Linked DNA regions of Sus scrofa: region 2 is linked to region 1. Evidence: chromatin contacts called from public Hi-C data. All regions are on one chromosome and are shown on one strand. Each heading gives the region's core, a stretch centred on a gene start, on an enhancer-like site or on the middle of the called end of the contact. The rest is flanking DNA. Distances are from core to core; before and after follow the strand shown.

Region 1 (5,547 bases), core at 2,542-5,041:
TTCCTGGAGGGACCCGGCACCTCTCTGGCCCGCCTGTCACATGCAGTTGGCTCGGTGCGCCTGGCTCTGTGAGGTCCCCCAGGACCTCGGTTTGGGGGCTGCTCTTCTCTGCTCTCTCGCTTACGTTTCATCTTACTCACTTGGCCTCTGGGATGCCAGAAATTACCGGAACACTTTCTTTGTGCGCTCCAAAGCTAGATTTTTTTTTAAAAAAGGGATCAGACCCATGGGTTGCCCTAAAAAGTTTGTAATCTTGTTTAGACAATGAGGCATTCGTAGAAAAAGAAACTTGGACGATGCGGGCAGTACCTGTCCTGAGCTGGTGTCTCTCTCTCCGTCTGTCTCTGTCTGTCTCAGTGTCTCTCTTTCTCATTTTGGGGTCAGTTACCGTGGATGCCATTTCTCTTCTTATCTTCCATTTGTTTATGTCGCACTATTACTTAAATCCACCCCTGTTTGTTAACTTTCCTCTGAGAGTTCATTTTTCCCCAGCAAGGCACGGAGCATCTTTCCATGTAATGCCTAAGATGTAATTAGGTGTATGGGGTTTTATGCGGCGGCTGAGGCCCACAGGGATCCATGGATCGTGGCTCACTGGATGGGGAGTGTCCAGCATTGCTTGCTTTGGACTTTGAAGAAGGGTTACCGCATCTGAGGTCCAGGAACCTGGGGCTCCTTCCACCCATCCCACCTCATCCCACCACCTGTCTGCGCCTGGAAGGCACCTGACCAGGCCCAGGGCAGGAGCGTGAAGGGTGTGTTGGGGCAAGTCAGGGGAGCCTTCGTTATGGGGCGGCCCCTGACCCCTAGAAGGGGTGGGGGGTGGCATCTCTGAGTCTGACCTCACTTGCATTGGTTTGTTGGTTTTCAAAATAAGTCTTCAGCAGGTGCACGTGGAGGTCCAGAGGGGAGACTCTTCTTCTTGGGAAATAGCTTCATTAAATGGGATGCAGGTAGGAACAGTTTTCACACCTTGGGATGCAGGTAGGATTCCAGGGCTGGATCCCGAAGAGCAGCGGCCAGGCAGGTGACTCGGGGTGTGAGTCAGCCTCTGAAAGGAGAGCTCAGAGAGGCCTGAGATGGCCGTGTCCTGTCCTGTGACCATGGCGGGGCGGGACCTCGCCGGGAACAAAGAGGGGGCGGAGTTTGGGCACGTGTGTGGCTTGGCTCTTTGTCACTTCGAGGAAGAGCCCTTCCTCAAGGCTGGCTTTGTGGAACCAAGGGCCATCCTCCACGTCCTTTAACTGACAGGAAAGAACACTCGAGAAGCCGCATCGTGTCCCGCCAGCTAGGCTGTCTCGCTCCTTTCAGAAGCCAGTGGGAGAGGGTTGCTGTCTTGCCTGGGCCTGGAATTGCCTGTTTGAGATGAACCGCAGCAGGGAATGTGATCTCCTGGTCTCTCCAGTTGTCTCCCATCATCACATACACTCCCCGGGGAGACCTCTCTTTCTTTCTCTTTGGCCACAGAGAGCTGTAGGCAGCATACTCTTGTCTTCTCTCCCAAAGGCCATGGCAGCGGATCTGGGTGCACTTGGCATTCTGGCTCCAGGGTTCTGTGGGTCGTGGGAGCGCTGGTGAGATAGGATCGTGTGGTGGTTACGTCTGGGTCCCGGGCTTTTCCAGGCCAATCCCCGGCCACGCGGCCCCCCGCACCCCTGGCTTCCTGGTCTCTCGCTGTTCGGGGTCCCGAATGAGTAGGAAGCATGGGTTTCGGGCGTTGATGCCTCACTCCTTTCAGACGGCTCGTAAACCGGGAAAGCCGCCAGTGGGATCGAATGTTCATTTCCTGAAACTTCAACCAAACCTCTAACTGGGGAGATGGCGCGAAGCCACAGAGGGCAGAGAAACCAGAGAGACGAGACTGTTCCCTGGGGCAGGAGTCCCCTGAGACTAATCTGAAGAAGGCACAGAGCTTTTCCTGCCGAGACCAGAGGATTTTATGCTGCTGTCAGGTCCGGATCCCTCTCTCTTTACAGAGCAGCGGTAGGAAAGGTTATTAAATTGCGATAATCACACCCACTCAAAGGCTTAAATGTTGTGTGCTTTCAGAACGCCGCTCCCTTGCTGCTGTGTGCTGTCAGTTTTCTTCCCTCGTACCCGGAAAGGGGTTGACTCTGTTTTTTTTTTTTTAATCTTAAGAAAAAATCTCAAAGCTATCAGTACAAACTGGTTCTTTTATTTTATCTCTTTACATGAAGGGTAAATACACATTGGGTGTGTTTTTCTTGTGACCTGTTCCACGAGGTTTCCCAAGATTAAGCAGCCATACTTGTGTTTACAGCAAATTCGTGTTTGCGTTTTTTTTTTTTAAGTGTAATGCATCAAATAATAATTTTGCTTGGTGGTCAGAGAGGCGGCGCCAGGAGGGAGCTGGCTGTGCGGCATTTGGCCCCATTGGGTTTTCAGAGCTGGTGGATTTCGTGTTAGTCTCTTGAGGACACTTTTCTGATACACATCTGCAAATGCTGCCAATCGGGCCCATCCTGCTTCTGGGGGCTGTTCACCATTTATCAGCTTTATGATCACTTAAAAAATTCTTTCGTCTTGGGGTATAGTTGATTGACAATGTATTAGATTCAGGTGCACAGCCCAGTGAATCAGTTTCACGTTTACACACACATACCCATTCTTTTCTCCCTTGTAGGTTATTACAGAACCTTGGGTAGCCATCCCTGTGCTGTACAGTAGGGCCTTGTTCGTATCTATTTTATATATATGACCATTTTATTAACAAAAACGTATGCAGCGCTTCCTGCGTGCCAGGCACTAAGAACCTCACCATTGCCTCGTTTCAGTCCCCCAGCAGCTCTGTAGCGGGTGGTACTGTTACTCCTTTCCCTGCATCCTTCCCTTGCAGACAAGAAAACCAGGGCCTGGACATGGGAACCGATTTGCCCCTGGTCACAGCTAGAGCGTGACTGAGCTGGGGCTTGCACCCACGGTCGCGTCGCAGAGGTCATGGGCTTAGCAGCTGTGCTGTGCTGCCTGCTGTGTTCGAGCCCCTGCCTCGTGCCAGGCACTGAACAGATGAAAGCTGTTCCGTCCTGATCTGGTCAGGTCGCAGCCCAGATGGGTCCAGATCGAAGCTTTCGTCTGGGGACACCAGCCTTCGCATGGATGCGTGTAAAGGCCGTTTCTCGAAGCATTGTGTGGTTATCTCAAGGCAGCCAGGAGCAGTGGAAAAAGCCCTCGTTTGCTCAGGATGGGGAGAGTCATGTAGAATCAACTTTTCACGTGGCCAGTCTTTCTAGATGTTACGGTTAACTGTGCACACGTGTCAGAAAACAAGGCGACCCAGAGCTTCCGCGTCATTACTTTAGAAACCCCAGCGAGGTGGTGAATTTCTTTCTCTCCTGGATCTGAGGGAGCGAGCGGCATGGCTGGGGGGTAAGCATGTGGTTTAAGGAATTTTTAACTTATGTGTTTGTGAAGATGGGGGCGGTTCCATGTGGCTTATTTGGAAAGTCCGGTGTGGCTGCCTTCGGGTACTAAGCTCTAGGGCACCTGCTCCACCAGGGAGAGGTGGGGTGGGCTGCTGCCCAAGGAGTCTCACCGCACACACACTCCCGCACCTGCCACCGGGCCCGTGAGGTGTCTGCCTGTGTCTGGCGTTAAATCCTCTCCTGAACAAGCCCATGTGATGCCTGCATCTGCTGCTGCACGAGACTCGGCGAGGCCACTTGTCTGGTGACAGCTCAGGACATGGCATTGCCAGGAGCTGACCCCAGGCTTTGCCCTCCTTCCTCGGGGTCCCTGTGCCCGTTTCTCTTTGCGTTTGGTGAAGATGACGTTGGGAAAGTCTGGTCCTCCTGGTGGGTGCTGGGTGGGTGCGGGAAGCCCTGAACTCAAGCTGCAGGCAAGCGGGGCCCAGGCTCCTTTGGGACTAGCGGCTGCAGGAAAAGACGCTGCAGCGAAGGCTAAGGGGCACGGGCAGAGCCGCCCTGGTTCCCGAGAAAAGTGGCCCTCACCCAGAGAGCCTTCTGGTTCTTTCTTGATTCATCTTCTGCCAGCTCACCGGTATGGAAATTTTACAGTCTTGTCATTCTTTCTTTTAGGTCAACTTGAAAGTTCCAAATACTTACCTGTACCTGATGCTGCTGATAAAATCAGGATGGCTTTAAACTCAGTAGGTGGTTAATTATTACCTCCCTGGCCTTTCCTCTGTCCCCTGTGCCTTCTGTTAGTTCCAGCGGTACCTGTTGGTCAGCATTTTAGGAGCCACCATGGGGAACGCATGTGTCCTGTGGGTGCTGCGAAGGTGTTCCTGGGGTTAGGGGTGAGCAGGAGCGGGGCGGAGGGAGCCCCATGACAGGTGCACGGCTGGGAGTCTCGGAGCGGTGGGTGGTGTGGGTGATGGGCTTCTTCCCTGGGCTGCTTCTCTTCCTGCTCCAAGTGGGGGTGGGGCAGGGGACAGGAGCGGGTGCGGTGACAGATAGAGGCAGGATGGTGGTACAAGGGAGTGAGACCTGGGGGGAAGGAGGGCGGGATGGACCACCAGCTGGCAGAGCACAGCGGGGCCTCGCTTCCTGGTAGGCTGGGAAAGGTGGTGACAGAATGGGACACTGGGTCTATCCCTGAACTGCCCCCCACCCCCACCCCCCGCCTCACACGCAGACAAATGTCTTTATTCCCCCTGGCACCTTACCGATCGTCTTATACCTGGGAATAAGTGCCTTTAGCAAAGAACTGTAGTTCATAACAAAAATTTCCTCTCTCCTCTTTCTGGAAAATAGACCTTGGCACCCCCGCCCCCACCCCTTTATTGGGTAGTACTTATTTTCACTCAATCTTCTTAAAATTTCAGGGAGTTCCATGGTGGCTCAGCAGGTTGAGACTCTGACTGGTATCTATGAGGATGTGGGTTCGATCCCAGGCCTCGCGCAGTGGGTTATGGATCTGGCGTTGCCATGAGCTATAGCGTAGGTTGCAGATGAGGCTTGAAGCTGGCGTTGCTGTGGCTGTGGTGTAGGCTGTAGCTCTGAATCGACCCCTGGCCTGGGACCTTCCATAGGCTGCGGGTGCGGCCCTAAAAAAGACAAAAGTAAAAAAATAAAATAAAATTTCAAGTCTCCGGAACAGGAATTCACAGGGACAAACTGGCGCTCTTGCCCCAGCTCTCCTGGGGAGGACAGCCTGTTCCTAGATGCTGCAGATACAGGCCAGAGGCCGGCCGTGCCTCTTTTTTTTTTGCCTCTGGTTCCCCATTTAGATTAGAGATTACATGTTGTTTTTTCCTTCTGTGACCGGTCTGGTTTAGAGTGTAATCTTTGGACTTTTGAAAGAGCCGTTGGTTGGTGAGTTATTAAAACTCGCCCTGGGCTCATTGCTTTCTAATCGCGCTGCCCTGGGGGCCCCGCTGAAAATTCGGAGCACCGAATTGCTTCTGCTCAGGATGCTGGTCCTCCCTGGGCTCTCCTCAACCCAGAGCAGCGGAGAAATGACTCAGTGGGAACACATTTGCCCGGAGGATGCACAGATAAGAGGGCAAAGCAGCGCAAGGTCGCAGGCTGCTGGGGCCTGGGGGGAGGGGGGCTGGGGGGGCCGTGG
Region 2 (5,887 bases), core at 3,166-5,665, 250 kb before region 1:
GGAGGCTATTAGAGGCACTGGCTTCCTTCTGGGCGCTGGACACACGCTCATTCGCTGCTTGGCTCAAAGGACCGAAGTAGCCGGTCGCCTAGGACGCTGTGTCGGGGGCGCGTTGCTCCGAGGACCCTAAGAAGGACAAGATAGGTTTAAACTCAGGGAGCAGACCCGCATGCCAGAAATAGTAAACAACCCGCACTGTTTACCAGCTGGCACCTGCCACGCGCATGTGTCTCCTTGGAGCCCGACGCCAGCCTGCGGTCCACTTCGGTGACCCGCAAACTCACCCGCGATCTCGGCGCTGGCACCCTGCCCCGGGAGCGTCCTCGCACCTGCCTTGGCTTTGGCCGGCAGGATTGGCTGGTCCCCGCGGTGGGACGCAGAGGCAGCTCCTGACCCCTCGCCGGCTGGCAGGGTCGGCGCGCGGTGCTAAATGGAACGTGGAGAAGGGGACATCCCCTCCGGAGCGGGTCACAGCCGGAGGGACCGTTTATTGGGATGCGCTGGCGGAGGGCGCGAGGTGGGAAGAAGCGCCTTCGGAATTCTCAGGGAGAAGGGCCAGCGGCAACCCGGGGGGCTCCCTCCCCGCTGCCCTCACCTGCTCACCGGTGCTCCCGGTCAGCTGTCCCCGCGTCAGGCCCTGGGGCTCAGCTCAGAAAAAAATCTCCGGGCCTGGAGCCCGGGCGGTGTGCTAGGCGCTGCGCCCGCGCGGGGCGCCCACGGTCTGCGCTGCCTGCCTCCCTCGCGTTTCCACCCTCACGACGGCCGCTTCCCAAATGCGAGATGCAAAACTTGCACTGAGATCGGTCCACTTTTACCTAACTACATATTGAAAGTGGAACTCTATGCTTTGATTAAAAGTTTTCATTGCTATAAAAATTATTGACACTGGAGGGGGTTCAATCATTTCACCGAATATGAATGTTTGCAAAATTATAGATAAGGTTTCTCTGTTTACTAAGAAACTTGCTACAGCTATTAAGAGGGAAATTTCAATCTAGTATGCATGTTCTTATTTCATAATCTGATAAGACTTGTATTTTAAAGCTAACATTAAAAGCTTTAAATCTCAATTGTATATGCTTAATCTCATACGTAAAACGGTTTGATAGCTTTTGAGGTTTTTCTTAAAGCTCGCGAGTGCCAAAACATCTGCAGTTTAAAAATGATGGATCTGGAGGTGGGCCTAGTGGCCTAGAGGTTAAGGACCTGGCGTTGTCACTGCTATGGCTCCATTGCTGCTATGGCTCCAGCTTGATCCCTGGCCTGGCAACTTCTGCATACCTTGGGCATGGCCAAAAAATGAAAATAAAAATGATGGATCTTTATACTTTGTGCCTTTTAAAAGATTAAAATCATTTCAACAAAATTATTTGCTGTGTTTAAATCTTTTCACCTAGTCTGTCACTATTACTTGCTATGCATTTGTATTAAATACTTGCACAACAAAATAAGACTATAAATATTTCCTTTAGACTCTTGAGTCACCTATTTTATATTCTACATCTAAAAACTATCTTTGGGCTTTCTTGGATGGCCAAGGTATAACTGCAGAGGTTTATCCTCTCACACTGTAAAATAAACAATGCTAAAATAACCACTAAAATATTGAAACTGTAACTTTGTTGTTGTTGTTGTCTTTTTAGGCCGCACCCACAGCATACTGAGGTTCCCAGGCTAGGGGTCGAATTAGAGCTGCAGCTGCCGGCCTACACCGCCGCCACAGCAACGCCAGATCCGAGCTTCATCTGTGACCTACACCACAGCTCATGGCAACACCAGATCCTTAACCCACTGAGCGAGGCCAGGGATGGAACTTGCGTCCTCATGGGTACCAGTCAGATTCGTTTCCACCGAGCCACAATGGGAACTCTAGGACTGTAACATCTAAACTCAGTGATTTATTTTATTTTATTGAAGTACAGTCGATGTACAATATTATATAAGCTACAGATGTACAAGTTTGAAAGGTTATACTCTATAGTTATCATAAAAATTGGCTGTATTGCCTGTGCTGTACAGTGTATCCTGTGGCTTATTTTATACATAATAGGATATACCTCTTAAACCCCTAGTCCTATATTGCACCTTTCCCCACTGGTAATCACTCATTTGTTCTTTATATCTATGGGTCTGTTTCTAACCATAAGTTACTTTTATACTTGGAAATGTCAATCTTACCGGCCAATGACCAAAAACCATTAACATAAACACTCTCCCATAATCCTAGAGGGTCTAGAACTCAGCTTGTCTTGACAATTCTTGCAAGGGACTTTGTTTTCCTTTTACAGATTAAAAAACCGCCCCTCAGAGTGGGTTGAGTGGCTGGTACGAGGACCCCACTGAAGTCAGAGCAGCAAGCTGGGCCAATCCACCCAGCCTTGGCCAGGATTTGCCCCCTATCTGCTTGCAGCTGTGGGCTGGCTGTCAAAGCCCCTGTGGGCTCTGGTTTCCCAGCCCGGGAGCCCAACGCCGGGCCTGCAGCAGACACTCCATAAATATTTGTCGAGTGAAGCAAGCAGGTGATTAAATAAATGAAATTGGTGTGTTTTATTACCAGACTGGTGTGGACTGTTAGTCACTGATACTGCTTAACTTCCTGTAGGTGAGACGCTAGACTCTACAGGGAGTCGAGAGAGAGGTGCCAGAGGCAGTGCAAATGACTCATTTTCTGCTCAGTTCAATTCTCCCCCACCAAAATAACAACTGTGTTTATACATTTCAAGTTATCTTTATATGTTTTCGATTCTGATTATTTTTGTCAATATTAGCTCAAATGTTAGCTACATTCATGACAAACAAGCTTGAAATAACCACTCCGGGCTCAAGAGATCAAATTTTGATTTCAAGATTATGTGGGAAAGGACCAGGCTGGGAAAGACCAGGCTGTCTGGTCTTCCCAAGAGGTCCTGGAACATGCACTGTCGTGTCCCCAAGTGTGAGCGCTCACCAAAGAGAAGCCCTGGGAGCGAACGGGGGTCAGTTACTGGTTGTAAAACAAGACTATATATGCCCAGTGGAAAGTAAGGTCTATAAAAGCTAAGTCTGAGGACGGGTTCCCGTCATGGCACAGCAGACGCAAATCCAACTAGGAACCACAAGGTTGCGGGTTCCATCCCTGGCCTTGCTCAGTGGGATAAGGATCCGGCATTGCCGTGAGCTGTGGTGTAGGTGGCAGACGCAGCTCGGATCCTGTGTGGCTGTGGCTGTGGCTGTGGTGTAGGCCGGCAGCTGTAGCTCTGATTTAACCCCTAGCCTGGGAACCTCCACATGCCCCAGGTGCACGTGCGTGTGGGCGCGCACACACACACACACACACACACACACACACACACACACACACAAAGCTAAGTCTGAGGCTCCAATACACTGGCTAAGACCAACCTGTCCCTTTTGGTGACCACACATAAATACAGTTGATGTCTTTGAAACACCCCCTCTCGCCTCCCCATCCTGTCCTCATTATTCATCTCATTTGGCTGAGAATAAACTGCACAGTCGAACGGTAATGAGTGTTTTTTAGGCGTGGAAGTTCGCAGTTACACTTCTTGACCTCTGACCCAGTTATCTTTCCAAGAACTGGGTGCATTCCGGCTGGGATTTCCTCCCCACCCCGGCTGGTGGAAAACCATCTTTCCTTTTCAAGTGACCTGTCCTTGTAAAGAGAGGCTGTTCTCCAGGAAAGGGTGGGAACCTGCGCTGTCTTTGGAATGCACTTTAGATTTGATGTTGGGGTAATTTTTCAAAAAAAAAATTACCTTCCAAGTAGAAACGTCCGTGTGAAAAGGTGAAGGGAGTTGGGCTGAATGCAAAAGGCCAAAAGCTCCCACGCTCTGTGATTTCTGTGGCAAACGTGCCGTATTTTGAAATAACACCATTTTAGAAACGGAGAAAACGTTGGTGAGGGAGGAGGGCTTGGAAGTTTGGTTATAAAGGGCCACAGGAGGGGTTCTTGCCCATCTAATGCCCCGTATATTGACTCCAGCGGCAGATTCGCGAATCCACACAGGTGACAACATTGTATACACCTTATTACTCGCTGACAAGGACAAATAAAATTGGGCAAATCTGAAAAAGAGCGGTGGATTGCATCAAAGTCAATATCTACTTTTTTTCTTTCTTTTGCAGTTTTGCAATGATAGCACTGGGGCAACCCTTGGCAGAGTGCATTATTTTTTGCAACTGCATATAACTCTACAGTGAGCTAAACACACACACACACATGCACATGCCCGCACGCACGCACACTCGCAGGCCACCAGCCGAGCGCGGCGCTCGCTTCTTCCCCCGCTGGGCACCAGGGGGAGAGCGCGCTGTGACCTCACCGGCCGGTGGGTCGTTCCGCCCCAACCCGGGGCCCGGGGGGCGGGGCCAGCGGAGGGCGGGGCGCTCGGCGGACGTGACGTCAGCGGGCGGGGCGCGCACCTGGGCACCTGGGCGGCCGCGGCGGCGCGGGGCGGCGGCTGGACGCGCGCGATGGAGGGCGAGAGCCGGAGCCCGTGGGCCCTGGGGCTGCTGCGCACCTTCGACGCGAGCGAGTTCGCGGGCTGGGAGAAGGTCGGCTCGGGCGGCTTCGGGCAGGTGTACAAGGTGCGCCACGTCCACTGGAAGACCTGGCTCGCCATCAAGTGCTCGCCGAGCCTGCACGTCGACGACAGGTCAGCGGCCCGGGCGGGGACCGCGGCTCCGGAGCGGGCGGCAGGCAGCGGGGCCCGGCCTCGCAGCGGCCGGCGGGGGCCCGGGTGCCGGAGTGCCGGGCGTTCTCTTTCTCTCCACCTGAGTCGCCTCCAGAGCAGCCTCGGGAGGGAGACCAGGCGCCGGGCGGGCGAGCCCGTGAGCTCCGGGCGGTGTCCGCGCCGCTTGCCCGGCCGGAGGGACGCCGGGTCTCATTGCTCACACCGCGGCCCCGGGCTGCGGCTCCTGCGGGGGACCTCGGGGGGCCGCGTTGCCGAAGATGCAAATGCCCAGTATTGTTACCTGGCTTCCGGTGAGCCCGGGATTTTCAGGGTCGCGAGCCCACCTCGGGCCTTGGACCCGCGCCCCTCGGAGGTGCGCCCGGCCCGCCCAGGACCCACCCCGGTGCTGCGGTCTGCGCCCTGCTTAGAAAAATTGCCGTGTGGGGATCTGGGCTTTGTGAGTGAGTTAGTCTCCGTTCGACGTACTTAGTAATTTGCTTTGGAGCACAAATTGGTGTAAGATGGTAATTATTTCGGTCGGAAGCCCTGGCTTGGCTTGGCCGGGCTTCCTCGGCGCCCGGGCACTTGGGCGTGGGCGTTACCTGGCGTGGGCCTAGCGGTGGGGTCCTGCGGGCGGCCTGGGGGCCTTTTTCTAAGGTCCGGCGCTTTCTGCCCGCGCGCTCTCGTTTTAGCTGTCTTAATTTCGAGGCCGAGCCTCTGGGGAGGGGGCTTGCACTGACCCGCTTGGTGGCGGTGCCCTCCTGGACCCCGGTTTACCCGTTTAAAGACCTCAGAGCCGGGACCCATCTGCCTGGCCTTCCACAACAGGCCTGCCCAAGTTAGTGAAGACGCCTGGAAAGGCCCAGAGCTGCCCCAGTTAAACTTGGCCGGTGGAGTGTGGTCTGCGCATAATTTGGGGGGTGGGAGGAGGGTCTGGAAAAGGAGCTCTTTTGGGGCGGGGGGGAGGTTCGTCATTGGCGGTTGCATTTTGATAATTTGCAGGCTTCAACTGGGGGCATTTAAATGGCTTATCCTTTGGTGAAGCTTGCCTTCTACATGGAAGTTACTTGCTGTTTGTGTTCTGTAAGCTCCCTCAGGCGGTCAGCCCCCAATAGACACAGACACGAAAAAGCGGCTCCTGTTAAACCCGGAATAGCCTTTGCTGTCTCAGGGTTTCTGATCCCATGCTTTTTGAGTGATGGGGCCTCCAAACT

The links. Hi-C and Micro-C count contacts between places; a contact is called where the count stands out from the background.
Region 2: a contact with region 1 is called in a Hi-C map of liver, with 2.7 times the contacts expected there. The contact joins the promoter of RIPK4 here to the promoter of TMPRSS2 in region 1. A contact is called at or near these places in 1 of 5 promoter capture datasets (liver) and 1 of 47 Hi-C or Micro-C datasets (liver).

The regions. Positions count from the first base shown.
Region 1 is chr13:204,903,655-204,909,201 of Sscrofa11.1, reverse strand. TMPRSS2 (transmembrane protease serine 2) reads left to right here and starts at 3,791. Exons shown (of 15, transcript XM_021071009.1): 1 at 3,791-3,812; 2 at 4,056-4,126. The coding sequence starts at 4,112.
Region 2 is chr13:205,151,528-205,157,414 of Sscrofa11.1, reverse strand. RIPK4 (receptor-interacting serine/threonine-protein kinase 4) reads left to right here and starts at 4,415. Exons shown (of 8, transcript XM_003132781.4): 1 at 4,415-4,655. The coding sequence starts at 4,474.